Linked DNA regions of Gossypium hirsutum: region 1 is linked to region 2. The links are chromatin contacts, called in public Hi-C maps. All regions are on one chromosome and are shown on one strand. Each heading gives the region's core, a stretch centred on a gene start, on an enhancer-like site or on the middle of the called end of the contact. The rest is flanking DNA. Distances are from core to core; before and after follow the strand shown.

Evidence for each region. Hi-C and Micro-C count contacts between places; a contact is called where the count stands out from the background.
Region 1: a contact with region 2 is called in a Hi-C map of leaf, with 2.3 times the contacts expected there. The contact joins the promoter of LOC107943467 here to the promoter of LOC107910344 in region 2. A contact is called at or near these places in 4 of 34 Hi-C or Micro-C datasets (hypocotyl and leaf).

Annotation. Positions count from the first base shown.
Region 1 is chrA03:85,771,002-85,777,432 of Gossypium_hirsutum_v2.1, reverse strand. It overlaps LOC107943467 (E3 ubiquitin protein ligase RIE1), which reads right to left and starts at 2,228. Exons shown (of 5, transcript XM_016877216.2): 1 at 1,422-2,228; 2 at 409-528. The coding sequence starts at 1,894.
Region 2 is chrA03:85,525,561-85,531,552 of Gossypium_hirsutum_v2.1, reverse strand. It overlaps LOC107910344 (two-component response regulator ORR21), which reads left to right and starts at 2,971. Exons shown (of 5, transcript XM_016838166.2): 1 at 2,971-3,541; 2 at 3,979-4,131; 3 at 4,211-4,609; 4 at 4,772-4,848. The coding sequence starts at 3,337.

The DNA.
Region 1 (6,431 bases), core at 979-3,478, 250 kb before region 2:
GAAGAAGAAGAAGAAGAAGACTAGAAAACACTAGACAGTCTTTTTGGAAAAAGGTATTTGAAAATCCAAAATGCTTAACAGGTAGAAGCATTTTACCATTTCCTTTCTTTGGCTTAACTAAAATATCAACTTTTTTTTATGCAACAGATTGAGAAACAGAGAAAGATATTCTAATGGTGACAGCTTGATTGTGACTGTGTCTGAAGGAGAACACCATAGATTAATTATAAAAGAATGAGATAATATCCGGTGTACAACTTTTCAATAACTTGGCAATTAAAGGTAGAAACTCTTCTACATATTTCTTGTTTCCGTGGGGTTGGAAATCAATATGTTATTCACAAATATGTAAAACCCTAAACTGAAGAATAAGTTGCTTGTTAAAAAATAGATTGGCTAACAGCATACCAGTACAACCGCGGGGCATTCTGCAGAAGGATATCACCACCAGAAACTACCCAATAGAAGCCAACTATCCACCAAAGAAATGATGCCATGGTATTCACTGTTTCGCATCGTTTAGTTATACTGCCCATTACATCATCAAATCAATACAATAATAATAAATTGATCATCCCAAGTTAAAGTTTCTACAACAGGAAATAAATGCAAATCTAGATGTACAATACAAGAAAAATCCATTCAAATGATAGCTTGGTAACAATTTCATAGCTTTGGTCGACTGCATCGATCGATATAATCAAAATAAAACTACCTATAATAGGACATATTGCAGTAATTGGTTGGTTACAAGATAAGACGCATCAAATTCCAAAACTTCCTTATCATGCACAACGTGGGGCAAAAAGTGTCGTAAATTTAAATTATTCTACCATCATTCAAAGCTCAACGCTAGTCCTATGGTCTATGATTCTAGTTCTTTTATTTGAACCATGGAAGTATACAAAAACACAATGCAGCCTAATTCGCCCCGCGCAGAATATTCCCAGAGTTTCGACATTCCACTCCTCTTGAAAGGGAGACTAAGGATAACGATAATTCATATATTCATGCAAACCATACAAAACAGTGCCATAGCCAAAATAAATGTCAACACCAAAACAAAGCCCTTCCAATTCCTTGAGAATAACCATAGACCTAAATCCCCTAAATCCTCAAACCCTAATCTAATTCATCTTGAAAATCCAATAAAACGCCAAATCGAACTAAAATCCTCATCCAGTTTAACACAGAAAATGAGCAATACTTCCATCAAAATTCTAACTTCAGAACATAAATAGTTCATGCTCCAATACAAATCGGTTCTAAAGAAATCCTGAATCCTCATCTCAATTAAACTAAAGAACAATAAACACTAAATTTTAAAATTAAACAAAAAAAATCAACATTTTAAGCTTAAACACACACACACACAAAAAAAAAATCAAATTTTAAGTCAAATTATACTAAAAGAAACTGACCTTGATTCATTTGAACCAAAAAGACCGCTGTCTTCTTCATCTTCACTATCACTAACATCCCCAGAAACTGCTTCTCCTCTCTCCTCATCCGTAACAGATATTCTCCTACTGTTCCTTCGCCTGTATTCCAACCACACTAAAACAACATGAAGCAAGCACTGCAAAGCATAAGCACAGATCCATAATCTAATAGGAGTATTGGGCGTCTCATCCGCCGTACTTATCAACATCACTACCGACACCACCACGAACGCTGTATTCCACAGCATGTCCAGTGCCACCACGGGCTTCGAGTACCCCCAGTCGGCCCTCCGCTCCTCCAACTCACGTGCCGCTGTCTCCCTAACTAGCATGGAAGCGCCACGCCGTCCCGTGGCTCGCCCCAATAAATGCGCCAACGATACAGGGCGAGCAGCCGAGCCATCAGGTTGACGCGGGGGGAGGAGTGGCGCGTGAGGATCAGACGCCGCCATGGTTGCTTTGGATGAAGATGTGAACAAACAAACAAAAAGAAAACACCTTTTTGATTTCGGGGTTTTCAGAAATCTGGGGAGAACTCACAAAGAGAAGAAACACATAATTGGAGTATTAACATTAGCAAGAATAAAAACCATATTTGTTGAAAATAAGAAAAAGAAGGGAATATCTGGTTGGATTAAAGAGTTTTCGGTTGAGAACGGAACTGCCCTCCTCACTGCTAATTAGATGCTTTTATTGATTTTTATTTTGTTTTCTGTCGGATTCTGCTTTGCTCTATTATTTTTGTTTCCTAAAAAGAAAAAAACAGTGTGTTATGTATGTAATTTTCCTTTTTCACTTACTTTCGCGCTTTATTTCTTTTATATTTATCAGTCTTTTTGGCTTTTTCTTTACCCAACCATATTTATTACCGCTGCGTTTTCTATTTTTCCGTTAAAGCGCTGCGTTTTTTGTATTGCTGTAATACGGTTTTTGAAGTTCAAACATAGTACTTTACAACTTTATTTATTTTATAATACTTTGAGATTTCTATGATTCACTACACTCCATAAATATTAATTGATTTTAAACTATTATTTGAATTATTAATAATATTACATTTTGATCACTTAACTTTTAAAAAGTAATAAAATTATCATTAAATTAATTAAAAATTTTTATTTAAGTCACTAAACTATTTTAAAAAAATTATTTAAGTCATTGTGTTGTTAAGATTTTTTTTTGTTTTTTTTAAATCTAGTTAGTAAGCTTCAAACGACGATTTGATGATCGTTATGATGGATTAATACCCATAGAGTAAAAGAACATGCTTTAGATTCAATTCGATATGATGGTCAGTGTAAGAGATTGAAGAAGAAATTTATTTAAATTTTGTTTCACAAATTTATTACATTCAAAGCTATTTTATATAAAAAAAGGGTAGAAAATAAGGGAAAGAGAACGCTCGATTAGTGTAGGCGGTGCAAATAGAGAATACCATACAATTGTGATTTTAACAACACAGTGGCTTAAAAGAAAACTTTCAAATAGTTCAATGACTATTTTGTAACTTTTTAAAATTAAATGACCAAAATATAAACTTACTAATAATTTAGTGATTCTTGATTTAGTTTACTCTTGATTTTATTACTTTTATAACTCTTTCGTGTTTTTCTACCCAATTTTTTTACGCAAATATTAAATATTTTAAAATTTTAAACTATATTTTCAAAAATATATTTTTTTAAACAAAACATATGTTTTTGCAAGGTTTTTGTAGTAAAGTAGTATGAAAACCCTTGTACTAAGAGTTGTATTACATTTTATCCCCTCTATTCGAAAAATGAGCAAATTAGACTATCTATGTTAGATAAAAAAGTAAACTAGTTATTCTATTAAAAATTTCATTCATTTCTATCGTTAAGTGACGATGTGACTGAGTGAGCAAATAGGCAACCACACGTGTCATGTCACATGTAGGGGTGTTCAAACTATTAACCAAACCGAACTAGTGTTAATTGAATTAATCAAACTTTTTAATCCTTTAACCGTTAACCAAATAAAAAATTGTTCAAAAAAATAACCGAACCGAAATTTATATGTTTTTGTTTTTTGTTTTTGGTTAAAACAAGTATAAAACATATAAAAAATAAATTGATAATATTCATTTGACCGAATTATCCGAATTAACCAAATTAAAACTACATACAATTTTTATTATTAATTATTAAGTTTGGTTAATTACCCGATTTTGAACTGAGTTAACCGATAATCAAACTTTCAAAAAATTATTAATCAACTTCTGATCGAATTAGATCAGTTAACCGACTGATTAATCGAATTAGATTGGTTCAATCAATTAATTTAATTTTAACCGAAATTTAAACACTTCTAACCACATGTACCTCATGGATATTTAAAAATTAAAAAAAACCTAAAAGTAAAAATAAAAAATCCTGAACAATAATTTCTACAGGTTGATCTTCAACGTGATTTTTCATATAATTATTAAAAAAATAAATAATTTATTTAAAAATTATAAAAATTATAAATAAAAACACATGCTTTCACTTCCATTAAAATTGCATTATTTTGCTAGTTTTTTGTCATTTCAAATTTTTTATAGTAATTCATCACAATAATTTTTAAATATACAAGAAATTGTAACTCAACAATAATAATTAATTTATAATTCTAATATTTGTTTTAATTTTAAATAAATTTACAATTCTTAACAAATTTTAAATATATTTTTATAATTATTTGAAAAGTCACACATTTGAATTTGGATAACCGTTCTTTCCCGTGTATTTGGGTTTTCAAATAATTAAAAAAAATATTTTTTAGAACTATTTATTTTTTAAATATTTTTTGACATGAAAAAATATTACGTTAGCATAAGGTACACATAGTATGCCACTGCTTAATTACTATGTTAACTATGTCATCACTTAATGATAAAAATAAATAAAATTTTAACAAAATAGTTAATTTGTTCTTTGATCTAACATATAAGAATTAATTTATCTATTTTTTTAATAAAAATAACAAAATACGACCCAATCTTCCTACTATTTTTCTTTGCTCATCCTAGCTTTCCAAAAATCAATATTAACCTCGAGTTACTTTTTGCACAAAAAGATAAAAACCTTGATTTGCATAGGTTATTTTAAAAAGAATGTATATAATTTTCTTTATCATTTTTATTATTTAATTTAAAATTTCTAATTGTCATCTTTTTAATTTTATGCTTGAACGAAGAAGTCTTACATGGTTTTTTTTTTTTACCTATGTCAATTTATTTTAAACAGGAATTGAGTCCTCAATAAAATAATTATAAGGTAATGCCGTAATGGACACGTCTAAACTGAAGAACATGACATGTATCGTGTTGATTTTTATTTGCATCCATCCAAAACTCTCACGTTCATATTTTTGGTATAATATCAACTTAACTAAAAAAATCAAATTAATAAAAAAAATATAAATGTTAAGACTTAAATTTAATTATTAATTTTTTAAAAAGAGTCAAATAAATTTTTTAAAAAAATACTAACTAAAACATCAATCTTTTAATGATATTGGCATGATAGCTCACTTGACAATTTAAATGTAAAAAAAAAAGTTCATAAAAATTCAAAAAAATTAGTTCGAAGTATGTATGAATTATCATGTGAGTTGCCATGTATAAAAAATAACACATTTTAGTTAGTATTTTTATTATAAAAAAACAATTCAACTCTTTTTAAAAGATTGATGGTTAAATTTAATTTTTTTTAATATTGAGGATCAAATTTAACTCTAAAAAAAATAAGAATCAAACTAATAAAAAAATAATAAATGTTGAAAGCTAAATTTGATATTATACTTTTTTTCCAAAATGAATTTGGACACCGTAATCTATACTAATTGACAAAAAAAATGAAACTCACTGACAAAAAAAATGAAACTCACTTTTCAGTGAGTTCAAAAACCTCTAATTTTGGATTTTTCCATATTCCAAAAAATTCAAAATATTTGTAGGGAAAAGTCACACTCGATTTTCTATTATGTCTCGAAATTAAAGGAAAATTAGACCTAATTGAATGGATTGGTAAATTGGCAGGTTTTATTGGGAATTAAAAAATTTTAATGGCCGAATTGTGAGTAGTTGAATCTCAATTCTGATTTAATTAGATTGGAACCAGTTATCTCCTTAATGGGAGACAAAATAATTAGCTGTGAATGGCTAAAATGGACTAACGAGACTGTGCAAATTAGGATATATATATATATATGGGTGGAGAGAAAAGAATTCTCCTGAATTAATTGGTAATCTCCTTCTCATTTGCAACGTCTTACTTTGGTTGCTCTGAAAAAGAAGTTCAATAAAGCTTTTCATAAGGTGGTAAATGTGGGTTTCAATGTTCGGGAAGCCAAGAATTTGATAAACTGGTAAGCCCTAAGCCTTCCTGTACTCATGGATTATTGGAAAGAGAAGTAAGAATTCTCGAAAGTTACTGTATAATTATGGATTATGGATTTTTAATGTTCGAATACATTTGATTTAACCGATAAATAATTTTCATGCTTAGCTTCTAGGACAAAGGAGGCTCTAACGTTTGAACAAGCTAAGTTGACGAGGATAAAGGAATTCAGGTGAGTTTCTGTACTCTACCTTTGAGTGGTTGATGAAAATTTGTTCTAACTGCTCTGAGTTACCTGAATTTGTTGTTATGTGTTAAAATGGTGCGTGAGTATGTTGTGGATGCATAACTTTGTATAAGTATGATTTTTGAATGATAAGTGGTAATTATAAGGTGATTGAGTAATTGGCGTATTGTGTATTCTGTAATAAGTATCTTACTTTTGACGGGTAGATGAAGTTAGGAATAAGTGGTAGAATGGAAGAATGGGCAGATTATTAAGGGAATACAAGGGAGTTTAGCAATGTCGTGGAACGTTATCGACGGCTTACTAGAACGGCACCATGATGACGGTCTATAAACTCTATGGAGCAATACCATGACAGTGGTAAGGTCCTTCGAGGTGACACCATGGAAATGATTATCA
Region 2 (5,992 bases), core at 1,722-4,221:
TAAAACATATCATAAAATTTGCATAGTGTATTTCACATGAACTTTTCAGACAAAACAACTACTAGCTAGATGTCGATGACTAATCTGCAATTTTTCCTTTTCTGCGATTATCCTTCTATTGATTCAATTCTCGATCTAAATAATAATTCATTTCAATTTATCAATTCCAAATACCTTATAACAGCCTATGTTAAGCATGTATCAATTCAATTTCATCTTTTGGATGTCCCTTAAAGTTTTACATTTTATTCAATTTAGTCCTTAGAACCAAAATTGCTATAACTTTTGAATTTTCGCTTCGGTTTCAAAATTGATCTCAATTTCATCCTTCTACAGCTCTATATTATCTATAATTACAGAAATTTCATACAAATTCTGAAATATTTACACTTTAGTCCTTATATTCAAAACTAACAATTTTCACAATTTGAAACTTTGAAACTTTAATGGAAACATTTTGAAACTTTAACAGTTTTAGGGAATAATGCACAAGTTAACTAAATCGAGCTACCACGATCTCAAAAAAATAAAATTTACGGAAAACAGACTAAAAATGCTTACCATGCAAAGGATGAAAGATTGAAACTCAATTCTCTTTTCTTCCTCCTAAGTTCGGCCAAGAAAAAGATGAGAATGGAATTTGAGTGATTTTTTTTTTAAATTTGTTTTATGACACATGTTTTTATTATTATAAATTTTAAATATAATATAATTTAAATGGTTTCACACACGTATATGTCACCAATCGTCAACTATAATGAATAATGCCCTGATTGCCACATTAACGTTTGGTTTAATTATTATTTAACCCTTTTAACAAATAAAAATTTATAACGATTAATTTTTATTACTTTTATTATTTAATTTTTTATTACAATTAATTATTAATTCGACAAAGTTATTTATCCAAAATTCAATTCATCTACATAGTAATTCTATAAGTATTTAGTAAAAATAATTTTGGGCTTGGTTTATAAAAACAAAGTTCCAATACCTTATTTTCCGATATCATTGATTTTAGGGTTGATACACTTTTACCTTAATTAACTATTTGATACACTTTTACCTTAATTAACTATCCAATTAGCAAAATTAAAATACCAAACTTTAATTAAATTTCATACTAAACTTGTTTAGTAGGGTTCCACAACCACCGTTTCCGGTAACACTGACTTTCAGGTCATTACAGTTTTATTATTATTATTTTTTATTTTGGACTTAAGATTTGGGCTATAATTAGTTTATTTTGAGTTTGGACAATAATAAGTAAACTTGCTCTTGGGCCGGACCACCTGCTTGGGCCCGAAGGCCTGCCTGAAAAATGAGAGGGTTTGAACAAAAATAAAGGGCTCAAAAAATGGGTTTGGGTAAAATTTAAGGTCCGTTTTCTATATCGATCAGGTCTTGGGCAAGATTTTTTTTTGCCCGAGCCCGGCCTTGCCTAAATATATTATGTTATAAAAAGTATTATAATTAATTATATGTATTAAATAATAATTATATATTTATATTTATATTAAATTACTAACCCAATAACAATTAAATTCATTACTCAAAATCTCAAAAAAAACTTAGCAACTAAATAACCCAACCCAAAATATAAAATTTTAAAATTATATTTAAGACAATACAATATTTATTACATTTATTTGTGTTTTTAATATAATACAAATTTTATTATATTTATGGTAATGTTTTTAATATTAATACTTTTTAGTATATTTTTAATGTGATAGAAAACTTTTATTTAAGGGCTTTTAGTGCATGTATTATATTTTTAAAAAATATTTTAAAATAAAAATTAATTTAAAAAAATTAAATATGGATGGGGTGAGTCAGACCAATGTTTACCTTTCATAAATTAGGCCAATTGTGAGGAAAAAAACTCATTTTTTAGGCTATATTGAGTCCGAACTTGAAAAATTAGTCTAGATACCTTGCATGAGCCCAACTCAAACTTGACCCGACCCACAAGCACATTTAATAATAAATAGATTATTTGGCTTTGGGCTTAGTATAATATATTTTTAGCTCTTGGAATAAATATTTTAGAATATGAGTATTAAGTTTATAGATTTAATAAGAAAGATAAAAAAATTATTTAATTGTCAATATAATATAATAAAATATATTTTAATTAATTCATATAATATCATAAAATAATAAAATTTACATACAGAAAACACTTTAATAATTTTATATAAAATAACTTTATTAAATATATAATTTTTAATTTTATAAGGTGAACTTAAATTGCATTGTCATCTTATAAAAATAAAATGAATTATTATATTCAAAATTAAAATATTTATAATTTAACAATTTTAAAATGGTCTAATTCTTGAAAGCCTGTGCGACTTGATCTAACCAGTTTGAAAAAAATTGAACTTTCTAAGCCCGTAAAAGCCCTTGCCCGGGTAAACCTAAACTTGAGCTAATCCAGGTCTAGAAAAATCTAAGTCGAAGGTAAATTGGATCCGAGCGGCTCGAACCCTCCTGATTGCTAGCTCTGGTTTCCACCTATTTAAATAAATAATTAAAAAAACATAATTTTATGTTAAAAAATGATCGAGAAATGTGGTCGTAGAAGGTCAATACGACTCTGACTGCCACTTCAGCAGAAATGCTTCCTGCAAGACGATCCTAAATCCATAATTTGATCAAATTCCCTAAATTTGGGAAAAACACATCCTAAATCCATAATTAATTTTTAAAATCAGTCCTTTTATCAAATTAACCTTGAGTATTTTAATGCAGTGGCATGAGCCGTCCCTCACAGACCAGACCGAGTCGAGAAAACCAAAGGATTGCGGACCGGAAATTGCACGCTACCCACTGTGCCTGACTGACAATCGCTGGATAAGTGGGCCCCACCTCTCGCTTCCCCAATTATTTCCCTCCGTTTTCAACTTTTTTTTTTTGGGCGTGTTTTCTACTTATTTATATTATCTGGCCCTGTCTCAAATAAATAAATTAACCGATAAGGACAAATTCTTTCTTCTCTATTTTTTTGCGCGTTATATACCAATTCTCTTATTTCTTCTCCTGTAGAAGAAAAGAAAAATCAACTCACTTTGGATCACCAAAATTTTTCAACATCAAAGAAAATAGATTCCAATTTATCCTTGTTTTATTCACTCGTTGGTCCGATCCCGGTTTAAGCCTTTCAATTTAACCCCTCATTTCTAGGGTTTCTCTTCTTCCTCTCTGTTTCTACTGTTTCTCGTTTTGGTGGAGTTCGTTGGTTTATTTTGGTGAATTGGAATCGTTAAGAGAGAAGGATTGTGATTATAGGGTTTCTTTTTAAATGTGTGAGTGAGTTGTGTTTTTCTGACTATGGCTACCATGCATAGAGTTGTACAGTCCAGTGTGAGTACGAGTGACGCTACCACCACCAGCTACGGCGGCTTGACGTCATGCAAAGCAGCGGATATTGTGATCTCTGATCAGTTCCCGGCTGGGTTGAGGGTTCTAGTTGTGGACGATGACATTACCTGCTTAAAAATCCTCGAGCAGATGCTTCACCGTTGCCGCTATCACGGTGCTTAATTTTGCATTTTATAGATTCACTTATATATATTTCCATGCATTTTCTGCTTATAACACTGCCATCTTGAATTAAGCTTGGTTTTTAGTATATTTTCGTTGTTACTTTTAAGCAAACGAGGAAAGACAAAATTGCATTTGACTAAAGATTATCGAATCACTAAAATACAGGGCAAGTTAAACATAATTACTTCCTAAAAGTGAAATGAAGCCTTTTTATTTAGCTAAAATTACATGTTCAAGTGTTGAACTCTTAACATGTGCTGCGTACCATTCACAAGCATGTGGTAGATTCTCGCTAACAACCAGAAAGAGTCTTAATTAGTTTTAGGGTTTCGTATTAGTTTCTTATTTTTGAGCACAGTGAAATGTTATGATGTATGTTCAATTTTCTTCATTACTTTTTAAAAGTAAAGTTCCTTTTTTTTGCAGTTACTACTTGCCCCCAAGCCAAAGTTGCTCTGAACCTTTTACGGGAGAGAAAAGGGTGTTTTGATGTGATACTAAGTGATGTTTATATGCCAGATATGGATGGTTATAAACTCCTCGAACATGTTGGGCTTGAAATGGATCTTCCAGTAATTAGTAAGTATTCATTTATTTTCCATGAAGACTTTTGGTAAATATTATTCTTCTGCTTACTGACATGATGAATCTGTTGTAGTGATGTCGGCTGATGGGAGCACACGTGCTGTTATGAAGGGAATTAGACATGGGGCTTGTGATTATTTGATTAAGCCCATACGTGAGGAAGAATTAAAGAATATATGGCAGCATGTTGTGAGGAAGAAATGGAATGAGAATAAGGAGCTAGAACATTCAGGAAGCTTAGATGATACTGATCAGCATAAACGAGGGCATGATGATGCTGAATATGGTTCTTCCGCCAATGATGCAACAGACACATCATTGAAACCTCTGAAAAAGAGGAGCAATTCAAAAGAAGGGGATGATGGTGAAATTGACAATGATGATCCATCCACATCAAAGAAACCACGTGTTGTTTGGTCAGTGGAACTGCACCAACAATTTGTCAGTGCTGTAAACCAGCTAGGGATTGATAGTAAGATTTCTAGCGAGTTGATCCTTTTATTTATTTTTCTTACTATGTTGAATTCAGACAGGGATAGGCTTTTGTATTCTGTGCAATCTCTGAAATAGAAAATGTTAATACTAATTGCTTTTCTTATTATTGCTGGATAAAACATTGTGGCTGCTATTTCAGAGGCTGTTCCCAAGAGAATTCTTGAACTGATGAATGTACCTGGTTTAACTAGAGAAAATGTTGCCAGCCATTTGCAGGTTTGGTTCTTCACCATGTGAACCTGACATGTATTTTCTTTTCTTGAACTAGTAATCTGGACTGATCGTAAATATATTTGAACATTTGGTAATTGGCTCTCAGCTTTGTGTGTAGTTAACTAGCTAAAAGTACTTGATTGTTGTTTTAGTTGCAAGTTCGCTGTTAAATTTGAACTTCTATATTTTGGCTGATAACAAACATTTGATGGTTTGATGTTGGCATGTCATTTCATTTCTTATTATTTCAAATCATGCCTTACTGATTCTTATATGCTCTGTTATTTATTTATTTTATAGTGAGAAGATATGGTCTGTTTCTTCTTTTTGATTTTACTCTGCTTTCTGATTTAGTAAAGTCTATAGCTCCTCATCCAACTTTCATGCAAGTTATGGATTGAAAAACTTGTATTAGACCTCAACTATACTCAAGACTTTATTTTACATACAGCTAAACATTTTAACCCCTTCCTTAGAGACTGAATTTTTATAAATTTTTTGCTTGCCAATATAATATTTTATTGGGTGGATATCTATGGGGAGATTTCGATGTAAAGCTATTGTGAAATGAGTCATAATTAACTCTATTTAAAATAATCTTAAGTGGTTGACATCTGATGAAGTTGTGAAAGAATTCTCTGAAGAGGATTAGTGTTGTCAATTTAAATCTGTCTGATTGAAAGTGGGTCTCATAATGGAGTTTAAAAGAACAAAGAACCACAATGGTGAAGAAGCTTGTATTATTATTGTTGTTATAATTATTATTATTATTTACATCATTTGCATATAAAAATTATATCGGCCGATGATGCTTGTAGCATTGATAATATTTTGTACTTTGTTTTGCAGTGAAAGTACCTTTATTATGGGGACTGGTTCAAATTCATCCCTCTACTATTAAATGGGCAATTTAGTATCTGTATTAGTAAAAAAGATTCAAATAAGGCCAAATTTTACAGTTGGGAAAGAAAAAAAGTGTGAATGGTTTGTGATTTTCTACCAAAATATTTTTAAAGCTTTTATGGTCTTGCAAACAAAATCTTTTGTTTGGTGTTGAACTGTGTATAGACAAAAGTTTGAACAAATTTTTTTAAAGCCCCTTTCATTTGCTAAATGGCGTGGTGTCCATGTGCCTTATTTTGCAAAA